Regions from separate parts of the Ovis aries genome. Here region 2 is linked to region 1. Evidence: chromatin contacts called from public Hi-C data. All regions are on one chromosome and are shown on one strand. Each heading gives the region's core, a stretch centred on a gene start, on an enhancer-like site or on the middle of the called end of the contact. The rest is flanking DNA. Distances are from core to core; before and after follow the strand shown.

Evidence for each region. A called contact is a pair of places that touch in the nucleus more often than the background predicts.
Region 2: a contact with region 1 is called in a Hi-C map of muscle, with 2.3 times the contacts expected there. The contact joins the promoter of SKI here to the enhancer-like site in region 1. A contact is called at or near these places in 7 of 16 Hi-C or Micro-C datasets (blood, hypothalamus, muscle and 3 more).

What each region holds. Positions count from the first base shown.
Region 1 is chr12:49,807,729-49,814,191 of ARS-UI_Ramb_v3.0, reverse strand. MORN1 (MORN repeat containing 1) reads right to left here. Exons shown (of 14, transcript XM_042257381.2): 13 at 3,995-4,041; 14 at 1,819-2,024. The coding sequence ends at 1,849. LOC121820794 (a long non-coding RNA gene) reads left to right here. Exons shown (of 2, transcript XR_006061494.2): 2 at 18-2,405. Among named protein-coding and RNA genes, the nearest start is that of MORN1, 47 kb to the right of the region's middle. Within about 2 kb of position 3,046, at least 29 of the 54 cell types and tissues checked have an H3K27ac peak or open chromatin away from gene starts, as enhancers often do. A contact at or near this core is called in hypothalamus, muscle and tail adipose tissue, where this site is marked.
Region 2 is chr12:49,878,510-49,884,972 of ARS-UI_Ramb_v3.0, reverse strand. It overlaps SKI (SKI proto-oncogene), which reads left to right and starts at 3,918. Exons shown (of 9, transcript XM_027975748.3): 1 at 3,918-4,007; 2 at 4,278-4,584; 3 at 4,702-6,463. The coding sequence starts at 3,918. LOC121820795 (a long non-coding RNA gene) reads left to right here. Exons shown (of 3, transcript XR_006061495.2): 1 at 1-503; 2 at 895-1,099; 3 at 1,636-2,716.

The sequences.
Region 1 (6,463 bases), core at 1,797-4,296:
CCACCCTTTGGTTGCAGGTACCTTCCGGGCACCTCTTGTAGGCCACACACTTCGCCAGGTGCCGAGCTGTGCTGGTGAACAGAACTGAAGAAGTGCTGGCCTTTGGGAGATTCCTGTGTGAGATGCATGGGGTGCTGGCCCGTAACATGTGCAGGGGGGGAGAGAGGTGGGGGCGGGGGGCGGTGTTGCTGGATGTGGGGTAAGGCTTTGGAGCAGGTGACCTAGGAAGGTCTTGTGAGCAGGTGAAGAAAAGAAAGTGTTAGCTGCTCAGTTGTGCTCTTTGTGACCTCATGGCTCCATGGGATTCTCCCAGGCTTCATCTCAGGCTCCATGGGATTCTCCAGGCAAGAATACTGGAGTGGGTTGCCATTTCGTTCTCCAGGGGATCTTCCCGACCCAGGGATGGAACTGGGGTCTCCTGTACTGCAGGCGGGTTCTTCACCCGCCAAGCAGGTGAAGGGCACATGCAGAGGCCGTGAGGCAGAGTGTACCTGGCTCAGCTGAAGGGCTTCAGGGAGCAGGGGCCGTGGGGGGCCAGGGCAGTGAGCTGTGGGTGCCAGCTCTGGTTGGGCCTGCGGTCTTGGTCACGATGTGGCCCAGTGGCCCCTTGTGTTGGGGAGGGGTGTCGGGGTGAGATGGATTGTGCTGCTGATGCATCTTGAGCGCCCACAGGGTCGTTGTGGGGAGGGGCAGGGATGTGACCCACAGAGCCAGAGAACAGAGTCGGGTGCTGATGGTTTGGGCTTTGACGACAAAAGGTTGTGGTGTTCTCCATGAAGCAGGAGGAGCTGGTATGGGGCAGGTGAGGTCTGAAGGGCCCTGGACCCCCACCCAAGGGGGCTGCCCCACTATTTCTACTGGCCATGTGTCTGGGAGAGATCAGGAACCTGGAGGAGGGACCGGGCTCTGGGCCCCAAGGCTGAGGCGGGGGGTAGGGGGGAGATGTGGGGTGGGGCATACCAGGGCCAAGAGTGATATCTGGAGCCCCATGGGGCCTGCTGGGTAGAGAGGAGCCAGGGGCCCTGCTGGGAGTACTCACAGGTCGGGTAGAGCACTCATGGGGGAGAAGGAGGGCGTTGACCATACATGTGGGAGGGCAGTGGGTGCTGGATGGAGGGTGATGGGCAGGAAGGCCTTTAAGATGGGAGACGGCAGCTGGAGCTTCAGTGGCCAGTCCACCCTGGCCTGGAGGTGACTGCCGGCCAGGACCAGAGGGCTCTGGGTGTCCCTTCCCCCATTCAATGAAGGAAGCAGATGGTCAGGTGAGAGGATGGGGGTGAGCTTATCCTTTCTGGATGCAGGGAGATGGGGGCCTTGGGTCTGAGGCTGGGGTGTGGTCAGCCCCAAGTAGGGGGTTGGCTGCTCCCAGGCTTCCCTGTGTGCTAGGCCTCTATCCCTGACCTGAGGCCTGGCTTATCCGCCGGGGGTGCATTTCGGAGGCCCTCTGTCCCCAACCCCCAGGCCTGGCTTATGCCCCGGGTGCATTTCAGAGGCTGCTGTAACATCTGAAAAGTGGTTCCTTCAGACAAGGCCTCTCAGTTCAGTGTGTGACCCAGTCACCAGCCCGTGGCCTCTTGATCTCCCATTTGGGAGCGGTCGTGGCCCCCAGCTCTGGGAAGGCCCCTGAGCTGCCCACCAGGGCAGGGATGGTGGGAAGCAGGCGCTGACTGGCCCGGGCTCCCCCCGGGGAAAGCATGGATAGCCGAGACAGTGGAGAAGGGCACTGGTCACACCCGCCCAGCCTTGGGAGGCCCAGATGAGCCGGCCTGGTTCTGGGTGTTCAGGCAGGGGCCGCGCCCTCTGGCTAGCACTCAGAAGTGGTTGTTGAGCCTTTTATTAAAGGCTCAACTAGTGGCGGGAGTCTTGGGCACCCCTCCAGCTCAGGGCTTCCAGGTCTTCACTGGGGACATGGGGCTGTTGGCCTGCCCCCCTTGCCAAGACCCGAAGGTGTTTGAAGGCCATGGACAGCGTGTGGCCCAGGAATGGAGGGGTGGTCACATCGCGAATCATGATGACATACTCGCCTGCAAGAGACGGGCACTTGGACTCAGCTCCTGCCACCCTCAGATCCTCGGCTCCCACCCTCAGGGCCCCCGGCTCAGTGCCTGGTCTAGGGCAGCAGGCCTTTCTCTTCCTGGGGTGCTGGGGGTACAATCTAAGTAAGTACATTGGGGGTGAGTGAAGCCACCTCCCACCTCAGGACACAGGCCCAGTGATGGCTCCATGTCCTAGGGTGGGAGTGGGGGCCACACCAGGGACGCAGACCAGCTCAAGGACTCCCCTCCCCGCCAGTGGGGCCGTGTGGCTTAGGGCAGGGGTTCTTTCGAAAATACGTTCCTATCTTTTTAGGAGAAAAATAATTAACTTCCTCTAGAATGTTTTTAAAAATAATTAGCCTCTGAAGACATGGCTGTCTGGCTTGTTTTGTGGGAAGGGGCGGCTCTGGGGGTGGGGTGGGATGGGGGGCCGCCTGATGGGGGACGTGGGGAGAGAAGGAAGTACTTTTCCTCCATAGTCTGTAAACTGTCTGGAGAGCTTCAAAGTTGGAGAAACCATAAAAAAGAAAATAAGAAATAACAGAAAGTGAGGTTGCCGTGGAAACCGTCCTCTCCCGCCCGAGCCCGCGGGGGCTGGCACCGGAGCGCGGAAAAAGCTCGCCGGGCTGGCCGGGGCTCCCACCAGGAATGCAGCCGCAGCCGAAGGGGGCGCGGGAGTCCGCTCCCACCGTCAGGGAACATTCCAGCACCCGGGCCTGGAAAACAGGCTGCTTCCCTGGCTGCGCAGCTGCCCTCCGACTCAGGCCAGCCTGGAGGCCCGTGGCTGCCCCGTGTTTCCTGGGGCGGACAAGAAAAGGCCTCTGGGGCTGGCAGGAATTTGCTCAGCCTTGAGTCAGTTCCTTCAGAAGAAATCACGGTTCTGGGGGGCCGGGGGGGCCGGGAGGGGGCCCACATTCCGCAGCCGGGGCACCGGGCCTCCCTGGCGGGCCTGGAGGAACGCTGCGCATGGCAACGCAGAGTGTTTCCAAGCAGCCGGTTTCTAGGTGTTCCCGGGAACATGCAGCCACTCCAGCCGCGGCTGAGGGCGCCGACCGGTGGGGGAGCGGCCTCAGAGCCGAGTCCTAGCCCTCAGCTGACCTTGTTCCTGAGGCCGCCCTTCTCCCAGCAGATGGGAAAGGCCTGGCCGGGGGCCCCCTTGCCTGCCTCAGAAACCACCCGAGGCCTGGCCCCAACCGCCACGTGGTCCTGCCATGGGCCCGGCGCCCAGCCTGGCCTGGCCCGGCCTGACCCACGTTACAGAGCCGTCCACCTGGCTTCGCCCCTCACAGCCTGGACATCCAGCCTGTCCCTGCCAGCCTCTCCCAGGTGGTGCACGGGGTGGGGGTGGGAGGGCAACCTCTCCACCGCCGCCTCGGCATGTGGGGTCCTAGGGTTCTGCTGGGGGTGACCTTGGTGCTGACCCTACTGGCTGGTTGGTAGGTGTGTGTGGCTGTTGGGACAGTGAGGACCAGCCCAAAGGAAAGATGGGGGCACTGCCTGGACCCCCGGCCGTGCCCCGCACAGGGCCTTTCCAGCTGCAGTCAGCCAGCAGGGCTTGCCAGCACTCACCGCTGCACAAGGCGTCGGGGGGGCCCACACCTGGAGGCCTACTGGCCTCCTGATCAGGATCCTAGAGACAGGAGCCAGGGTTTTTCGCCGTGGCCGAGGGGACGGGAGGTACCCTGGCCTGGCATATGCAGTCCTTTGAGGGGACCAAGGCTTGGGAAGACCCTCAGCCCGTTGGCACACCCTCCTCCTGCCCAGGCCCTCTTGGAGCTCCTTCGGAGGGCCCGGAGAGCATGGTTGGGGGCAGCTTCATGTGCCTTGGGGCCCACATGGAGCCCCGGAGCTGCCCTTTATGACGATGTGCTCAGGGGTGGACACAAAGGTTCTGCTGGGATGGTGGAGTGACAGCTGGGGATGCTCCACGTGACCGTGTTTGGGAGCTGCCTGCCTACCTGGGAAGGCCTCTGCTGCCGGCTCCGCCTTGGCCGCCCCATCAAGCCTGTGGGGAGAGAGGAGGAAGCTTTGAATGCACAGCCTGGCCCCTGAGTCTGGGCCTCTGGCCTCTAGGCCTGAGGATGGTAGCGGCCGCAGGCCAGCCCTCATGTGACCATCCTGTCCTCAACTTCTCTTTGCTCTGCCTGCACCTGGGGGGGTGTCCCTGTGAGGCTTTGGACCCCCTGGGCCCTCAGCCCCTGAACCCCACCATCTAATCCCAGACATGCCCATGGACGGATGGAGGTGGAGACAGACAAACCCGGTCCTGTCCACCCCACGGGCGCTGCGCATGCAGAATCCAGGAGCAGCTCTGAGAAGTGGGCGCCAGAGCTGCAGGTCTCGAGGACACGCGGCGTCTGTGTGGAGGGGATGTGAGAGCTGTGCTTATTTTCCAGCAAGAAGTGACAAGCGGCAGCCAGGACTCAGCGGGCGTGGGGCCCTGGGGCACTGGCACCCCCCACATGAGGCGGGAGAGGAGAGGCAGCAGGTGAAGACAGGAGGGGCTGGGCCCACACCTCTGAGGCCTGGAGCCCCTCACCTGTGGCCGCAGCTGCTGCAGCTGTTCCCCGTGAGGCCCAGTCTCAGCTTGTCTGTCTCAACCGCTCCAGCTTCTGCTTTGCTGTGTGACAGGCTCACCCTGCCTGCCCGCAGGGGAGGATCACCTGCCCAAGGAGGACCCGGCTGTGTCCCTGGCAAGGACCAGCTGGCATCATCTCCAGGAGAATGCAGATTGCCCACACGGGGCCCTGCGCCCAGTTGACTCCTGGCCGCCTCCTCCGTTTCTCCTCCAGGTCAGACCCTCAGGGCCCCCAAGCATCCTCGGGGGACAAGGGAGCCGGTGACGCATGGATGGCCACCCCGGATCCTCTCTGGGAGGCAGAGTCCGAGGTGTGAATTATCCTGAATTATTTGCCCCAAATTATCCTCCAAAGGGACCTGGGGGAACCAGGCAACGCCCACCCGTCCTCCCTGGCCAGCGGTTTCCTGTTCTCAGAGCCCGGGGGGCCTCCTTGCACAGGCTTGGTGACCCACCAGGTTCTGACCCCGTGCCAAGCTTCGATACCACATACATGGTTTGGGTGATAAAAAATTAAAGACAAAAGATTTCAAAATTATTTCATTTCGAGTAGGGGAAAATGGGCCTTGGCTTGGACCCAGGAGCCACGTTAAAGATTTTGAAGTGCGGGTAAGGAGGGGAGGCAGATAAATAATTCAGCTCTAAGAATAACCAGAGCCTGTCAGGCTGCCAGCTTTAAGAGAAATAAACCGGGTTACAAGAATCCTGAGAGTTTTTACAGAACCCCCAGGGCTTCAAGAAAACAGGCAGAGTCAGGAAGGAGCTGCCGGAGGTGCAGGTTAACTGATGGTTCTCGTGGACCCGCGGGCATAGCTGCAGCCTGGGCGATGTGTGAGGTGGTGGTTCTGTCTGGGCCCAGAAGTGCCGACTGGACCCCCCTGGTGTACACAGCACTGGAATCAGGAGGGCTTGGAGCTGGGACACTTGACGGGCTGCCTCTCAGACTCCACCTGGACCCCAGGTCGGGGGAAAGCACATGGGGGAGATCCGTAACTCAGGTTTGGGTGGGGTGGGGAGGGATGCGGGAGGGGCTGGGTGTACCCCGGGGTGTACCCCTGGGTGTCCTGCAATCCCCCGCCCTGTGGTTAGAGTCTTTGTGCTCCTGTTTCTTGTGCTTGGGATTCTCCATTGTCTGGTACCTGTGGGTTCATAGTTGTCATCAAATTTGAAAAACTTCTGGCCATTATTTCTTCAAATATTTTTTCCATTTTCTCCTCACCACATCACTTTGGAAGCTCTGATTTTTGTGTCTGTTTGGCTTTTTGAAGTCTCAGGGTTCCGTAAGCAGGATTGGCTTACTGGGTCTGGTCATGTCTTTCTCTCTGGGTTTCACTTTGGATCCACTTGCCCTCTTTACAGCTGTTACCCCTCCCTCGGACATTGCAGTTTCAACCTCCAGACGTTTGATTCCGTCTTTTCGTACCTTCCGTGTCCTGTCCAGTTATCACCTGTCCAGCGTCTTTGTCTACAGATTCTTTCAGCGCTGTCATTCAGGCTCAGTTTTGATTGATGGATTTACTCTCATTATGGGGCCTGCCTTCCTGCATTCCCTGCGTGCCTGGTGATCTTTGAAAAGATGCCAGACACTGGGGTTACCCTCTTGCAGGCTGGATACTTTGTATTCTTGTACATATCCTCAATGCTGTTACACTGCTTAAAAAGTTTGATTCTTGTAAGGTAGGACCCTTGTGAGTATTATGCCGACACTCTGTAAATTCAGCCTGGCTGTCAGAATGAGCCCCCACTTTTCACATCTTGCTTGAGTTCTGGGCATGACTCCCTTTGACCCTCTTGGTGGGCCTTTCCTGGCCTCCGGCACAATTGATCCTCTCATGCAGAGCACAGATCT
Region 2 (6,463 bases), core at 2,669-5,168, 70 kb before region 1:
TCTGTACAAAGTCCTTCTGTGTGGGTGCTAGAGGTTCGGCATGGTCAGATGCAGGCTATGCCTCTTTGGCAGGAAGAGGGAAGTGACTCTCCGCTCCCCCTCCCCCCGCAGTCAGGTGGTGCAGGGTCACGATTAATATGATGATCGCTGGCGTCCACTTGGATGACTGGGTTTGGGTGGTGCCTGCCAGTGTCCCCCGCCTCCGGGAACTCACTCATCTTCCCTTAGCAGTTGATGGGAGCCTTGTGGGGAAGAACTGTAAAACAAGGCAAATAGACCATTTCTCACCAAACTTTCAAGTTACAAATATTATTATTTTAATACATATTTAAATACACTGGCTATGCACAGCCCTCTGGTTTTTTGTTTTGTTTTGTGGTTATGATACCCTACCATTGTGAGCATCTCTGACTTGCCAGTGGGTGCCCGTCCTCTTGAAGCGGCTACACCGTCTCTCTTGACCAGTCCCTGTTATCCTCTGGACTTTCCTACTTCCCAGCATGGTAAGATGTTTCAGACTCTTTCTACCCTCTCTCTGCCCAAGCCCTATGACCAACTGTTTTTCCAAAGGACCCTGCTTCCTTTTAGTGGAGGATGGCACTTAGAAGCCAAGACACAGCTTCTCAGGGTGCTTGCTGCTGTTGGGGGTGTCTCTCCTCTCAAGGCCTTTCCCTGGGGAGAGCTCGGGGTTATATGGACGCCTGTACAAACATGCATCCCCGTTTACAGTCTCATGCGTCCACATGGATAAGTCCAATTCAATGCCTTGCACTTATTTATTCCTTTCCATTTTAAAATTCCCATCTGACTTGTCACCAATAATTCATTTCCTTATTGGCTCAATCCCATAAGTAATCAAGCTGCCTGGCCAGCAGATGTCTTTTTCCTCCTCAGGCTCTGACCTCAATCAGGACAGCCCCATGGCATCGCTCTGGGCTCCACAGTCCAGTTCCAGGAGCCTGAAGTGGCAGGCTGGTGACACACATGCCTTCCCTCTGCCCACCTTCCTCCCACCTGGAAACATCTCCCAGACACACTGTTTGGACCCAAATCTTTGGACCCAAGTCTCAGGATCTGCTTCAGTGGAACCCAAACTAAGGTAAAAGGTTTAAGTTTTTATCAAACTTGTGTTACTTAAGTGATTTTTTTTTTTCAAATTTAAAGTTTTGAAACAGTATCTTAGGGACTTCCCCAGTGGCGTAGTGGATAAGAATCTGCCTGCCAAAGCAGGGGACATAGGTTCAGTCCCTGGCCCGGGAAGAGTCCACATGCCACAGAGCAGCAAAGCCTGTGTGCTACGAACCACTGGGCCACACTCTAGAGCCTTCAGCAAAAGAAGCCACTGCAAGGAGAAGCCAAGCAGTGAAGGGCAGCCCCTGCTTGCGGCTAAGCAACGAAGACTCAGCACAGCCAAAAATCAAACAAACCACTAAACAACATAAAGATAAACAGGATCTTAGCCCTTTCCTGACAATGGCAGTCTGTGCTTGTTTGAGGCCAAGTGTTTTCTTCCCAGGGAGCAGGGATAAGGGAGCAGGTGGGACCAAGGAGGGCAAGGCTGGTCCTCCAGGGAAGCTGTCTGTGGGCGTCTCTGTAAGCACTTGCTGACTTGAGTCTCCTGGTCCATTCTCCCAGCTGGGCGTCTAAGCTGTTCCCCGTGGCAATGGATACCACATCACTGCCAGCATGCTCATCTCCTGGGTCCTGGGGCGCTGCCAGTTCCAAAAGCCAGCACCCAGCTGCTGGAGGCCTCTGAGGGGCCTGAATGACCTTGCTCCCTTACAAGCAGGTTTGTCCATCCTTGGCCTCCTTGGCTGCAGGAGACGGATGCCACACAAGGCAGGATTTGGTCTCCTTCCCCACTGGTCCCAGAACTTGGCTCATGCCCATGGGGGTATGCATTCCATAAGTGCATGTTTATCTCTTGAGCAAACATGTGCACGACCAGCTGCCCATACCCATCAGTGCAGCAAGGGCTGGGGAGTGAGCTGGGTGGCCTGGTGCACTGGGTTCCTCCTCTGCCCCCAGACATGGCTGTACCTGTGGCCTGGCCCCTCCACCTGCCAGCGAGGTGAGTGGCCTGTAGCAGTGGTCAGTGGGAGGAGTAGGCCACTTGCCAGGACAGCTGCAGTGATGAGTTGATGGGAGGAAGGTCAACAGGTGGGGCCCCAGCTGGGCTTGTGGAGAAGACAGGACCGGACTGACTCTCTAGGCACAGCAGCCCTGGCCCATGGTGGTTGGGGTGGGCTCAGCTGCTCTAGAAACTCCAACATCTTTTGGGGAAGGAAACCTCAAAGTCCACTGAAGCAGTGAAGTTTTACAAACCAGTCCAGGCCCTTTCCTGAATCTCAGGGCCCTTCACCCCTCACCTATGCACAGTCACTTTGGCTTCAACCTGGGTTCTCAAGCTCTGGGAGTGTTGTCTCCTCCACTTGGTCCCCTCTTAAGACCCCTTCCTGGAGCCCTGCAAAGCCAGAAGGCAGAGGGGAGGGGGCCCCCTGGAGTCAGGCACTGCCCATCCAGGGGCCCTCAGGCTCTTGGCCCTCCTGAGAATGATGGCTTGGCTGAAGGAGCGGGAGGAATCGAGCGTTTGGCTGAAAACCCTCCCTGTCCAGCCTTCCAACCACCTTCTTTCAATTACAAGTCACCTGATTGTATGGGAGTCAAAGCCATGTAGAAGGAACAGACTCAGGTACAACAGAAAATTTTTGGTCCAGATGTTGTTTACTTGCGAAGTCATGTCTGACTCTGCGACCCCATGGACAGCAGCATGCCAGGCTTCCCTGTCCTCCTTCACCATCTCCGAGAGTTTGCTCAAACTCATGTCCATTGAATCGGTGCTGACATCCAACTGTCTCATCCTCTGTTGCTCCCTTCTCCTCCTGCTGTCAATCTTTCCCAGCATCAGGGTCTTTTCCAGTGAGTCAGTTCTTCACATCAGGTGGCCGAAGTATTGGATCTTCAGCTTCAGGTTCAGTCCTTCCAATGAATATTCAGGGTTGATTTCCTTTAGGACTGACTGGTTTGATTTCCTTGCAGTCCAAGGGACACTCAAGAATCTTCTCCAGCACCATGGAGTCTGCGAAAGCAAAGACATCTCTTTTCTTGTTTTGTATGGACCCCTTTCCTAGTTTTCCTGTGTTGGCAGCCATAGGAAAACCTGGTGTTCAGTGGACATGTGGGTAGGAGAGGGTTCACGCTCACGGTAGGGAGCTGTCAGTTCTTCAGATGTAGAGCAATGCACCCTGAACCACAAGGTCCCCCCATGAGATTCTGCAGCCATACAGATGTGGGGTCTCTGCCCATTCTTGCTGCCTCTCTGGACACTTGTCCATGCCTGCAGAGACACCCATTCAGCTCCCCGGGGCAGGAATGCTGGTTTGGGGCCAGTTTCCATCTCCAAAGGGGAGTCAGGAGCAGTAAGGTCCAAGCTGAAGGTCACACAGGCTGAAGTGGGTGGGCCCTCTCACCTCTGCCCAACACTGTGGGCCCCCCATGTGTCCTCCAGTGTCTGGGCCAGCTTGGGTGCCCCGGTCCTTTGGAAGAAAAGTCGCCACTGCCTAGCTGGGCTGGACTGTCCCTCTGCCCTTGAGTTAAGCACAACCAGAACTGTCTTCTAGATCTCAAGTCCCAAGCTCCCAGGACTCTGCTAGACACTGTTTCCTCTGGGGGCCACCCGGTCAGCCTGTCCAACCTCAGGCCCTTGTCTTGTCCCACCCAGCGCTTTCTGGTCTGTCTGTCCTTCGTGATAGAGCCAGGGTGCAGAAGGATGGACAGTGTGATCTCACACTGGCCCTGCCCTGGGTGCCCTGCAGATGTAAAATGGCTCTTTGAGCCTGGGAGCTGTTGGGTAAGGGTAGGGCCAGCGTGCTCGGGGCACGCAGGCAGGAGCCAGGTTCCTGAGAAGCCCCGGCCTCATGGTAACCTGGACGCAAGCCCTGCCCTGGAACTGGCGGTGGGCGCACAAAGTAGCTGTGTGGGGGACCATCGAGCAGGGTCGTGGGGTGGTCGGCCCTGCAGCCAGTCATCCTTTGGGGGTTGCTGTGTTGCGCCTGCATTGCTCGGGGGGACCCCCAGAACAGTCTGCACGGTGCCTGTCTCCCGTGTGGGGTCTCTGGGGTGTTGCCATCCTGTAGTAACCCACGTCGTCTGGCTCGGTGTCCTAGTCCTGCGTGGGACTTGGGTCATATTGCCTCGTCACGTGCGTGGGGACCCGGGGGGCTGGGCCGGGAGGCGTGCGGTAGAGGGTGCGCCGGCCCCATCCGTCCGCCCCTCAGCTGGTTTGCGGTTGTGGTGGGGGGGCCCTGTGTGGGTTTCTGGGCTCCGGCGGCGACACGGCGGCTGGACGGGCGCCTTCGCAGCCGCGCAGGAAACAGCCTCCACCGGATGGGGGGCCCGGGGCGCAGCCACCGCCCCCGCCGAGCGGCCTTCCGGCGAGCGGGCCCGAACGGAGCCGAACGGAGCTGAGTCCCGGACGGGCGGGGCCGAGAGTAGCCGAGCGAAGCCGAGTCGCGGGCGGGCAGGCCCGAGACCAGCCGAGCGGATCCGAGTCCCGGGCCGGAGGGCGGACCCGAATGCGGCCGAGTGAGGCGGAGCGCCGAGCGCGGGCGGGGGGAGCGCGCGTTCCTGGAAGAGCCTGGCCGGGGGGGCGGCGGGCGCATTCCTGGCTGGCGCTCGGCTGAGGCCGACGCGCGGCCCCAGACGACGCTCGGGGCGGGGCGGTGGCGCGGGGCGGGGCGGGACGCGGGGCGGGGCGGCGGCGTGAGCTCAGCGCCGGGCGCTCAGTCCGAGCTGGAGCGAGCCGCCGGGAGGATGTGCGCCGAGCCCCGCGCCGCCGCCGCCGCCGCGGTCTGAGGCCGCCCCACAGGCGCTCCGCCGCCCCGGAAGCCGCGTGCGCGGGCGGGCGGGCGGGTGGGCAGGCCGCGGAGCCGGGCGCGGGCGGCGGGGTGGGTGCGGGCCGGGCCGGGAGGCCGGCGGCGGGCGCAACGCGGCCGGCCAGCGCCGCCGGGACGAGCCGGGCGGGCGCCGCGCGGTGGGAGGAGCGGGGCGGCGGCGGCGCGCCGCGCGAGGACGGCCCGGCGGGCCCCGCGCCCGCGCCCCCGCTCCTCCCGGGCCCCTCGGCCTCGGCCGCCGCGGCGATTCGCGCCTCGCGGCGCCGGCACCTGCCCGCGCGCCCCCCGCGAGCCCCGGGCCCGCGAGCGTTGGCGTTGGCGTTGGCGGCGCGCGCTGGGGCATGCCCCGCGCCTAGGGCCCGGGGGGCGCGCGGGGGGCGCGCGGGGGGCCCGGGCGGCGGCGGGCGCGGCGCGGGGCGCGTGGATGTGGCGCCGGGCCCGGGCGGCGGCGGCGGGCTCCAGCGGCGGGACCCCTTCGCCCCGCCCGCCTTCCCCTTCGGGCCCCCGGGCGAGGCCGAGGCCGCGGCCGTGATCGGCCGGGAGCCGGCGGCGGGGGGCGGCCGGGGCCGGGGCCGGGGGCGCCGCCGGGGCGCGCGGGGCGGCGGCGGGGGCCGCGGGGGCCCGGGCACGCGGGAGCGGGAGCGGCCTGGGGAGCCGGAGCGCACCATGGAGGCGGCGGCGGGCGGCCGCGGCGGCTTCCAACCGCACCCGGGGCTGCAGAAGACGCTGGAGCAGTTCCACCTCAGCTCCATGAGCTCGCTGGGCGGCCCGGCCGCCTTCTCGGCGCGCTGGGCGCAGGAGGCCTACAAGAAGGAGAGCGCCAAGGAGGCGGGCGCGGCCGCGGTGCCGGCGCCGGTGCCCGCGGCCGCCGAACCCCCGCCGGTGCTGCACCTGCCCGCCATCCAGCCGCCGCCGCCCGTGCTACCCGGGCCCTTCTTCATGCCGTCCGACCGCTCCACGGAGCGCTGCGAGACCGTGCTGGAGGGCGAGACCATCTCGTGTTTCGTGGTGGGCGGCGAGAAGCGGCTGTGTCTGCCGCAGATCCTCAACTCCGTGCTGCGCGACTTCTCGCTGCAACAGATCAACTCGGTGTGCGACGAGCTTCACATCTACTGCTCGCGCTGCACGGCCGACCAGCTGGAGATCCTCAAAGTCATGGGCATCCTGCCCTTCTCGGCGCCCTCGTGCGGGCTCATCACCAAGACGGACGCCGAGCGCCTGTGCAACGCGCTGCTGTACGGCGGCGCCTACCCGCCGCCCTGCAAGAAGGAGCTGGCGGCCAGCCTGGCGCTGGGCCTGGAGCTCAGCGAGCGCAGTGTGCGTGTGTACCACGAGTGCTTCGGCAAGTGCAAGGGGCTGCTGGTGCCCGAGCTCTACAGCAGCCCAAGCGCCGCCTGCATCCAGTGCCTCGACTGCCGCCTCATGTACCCGCCGCACAAGTTCGTGGTGCACTCGCACAAGGCTCTGGAAAACCGGACCTGCCACTGGGGCTTCGACTCGGCCAACTGGCGGGCCTACATCCTGCTCAGTCAGGACTACACGGGCAAGGAGGAGCAGGCGCGTCTCGGCCG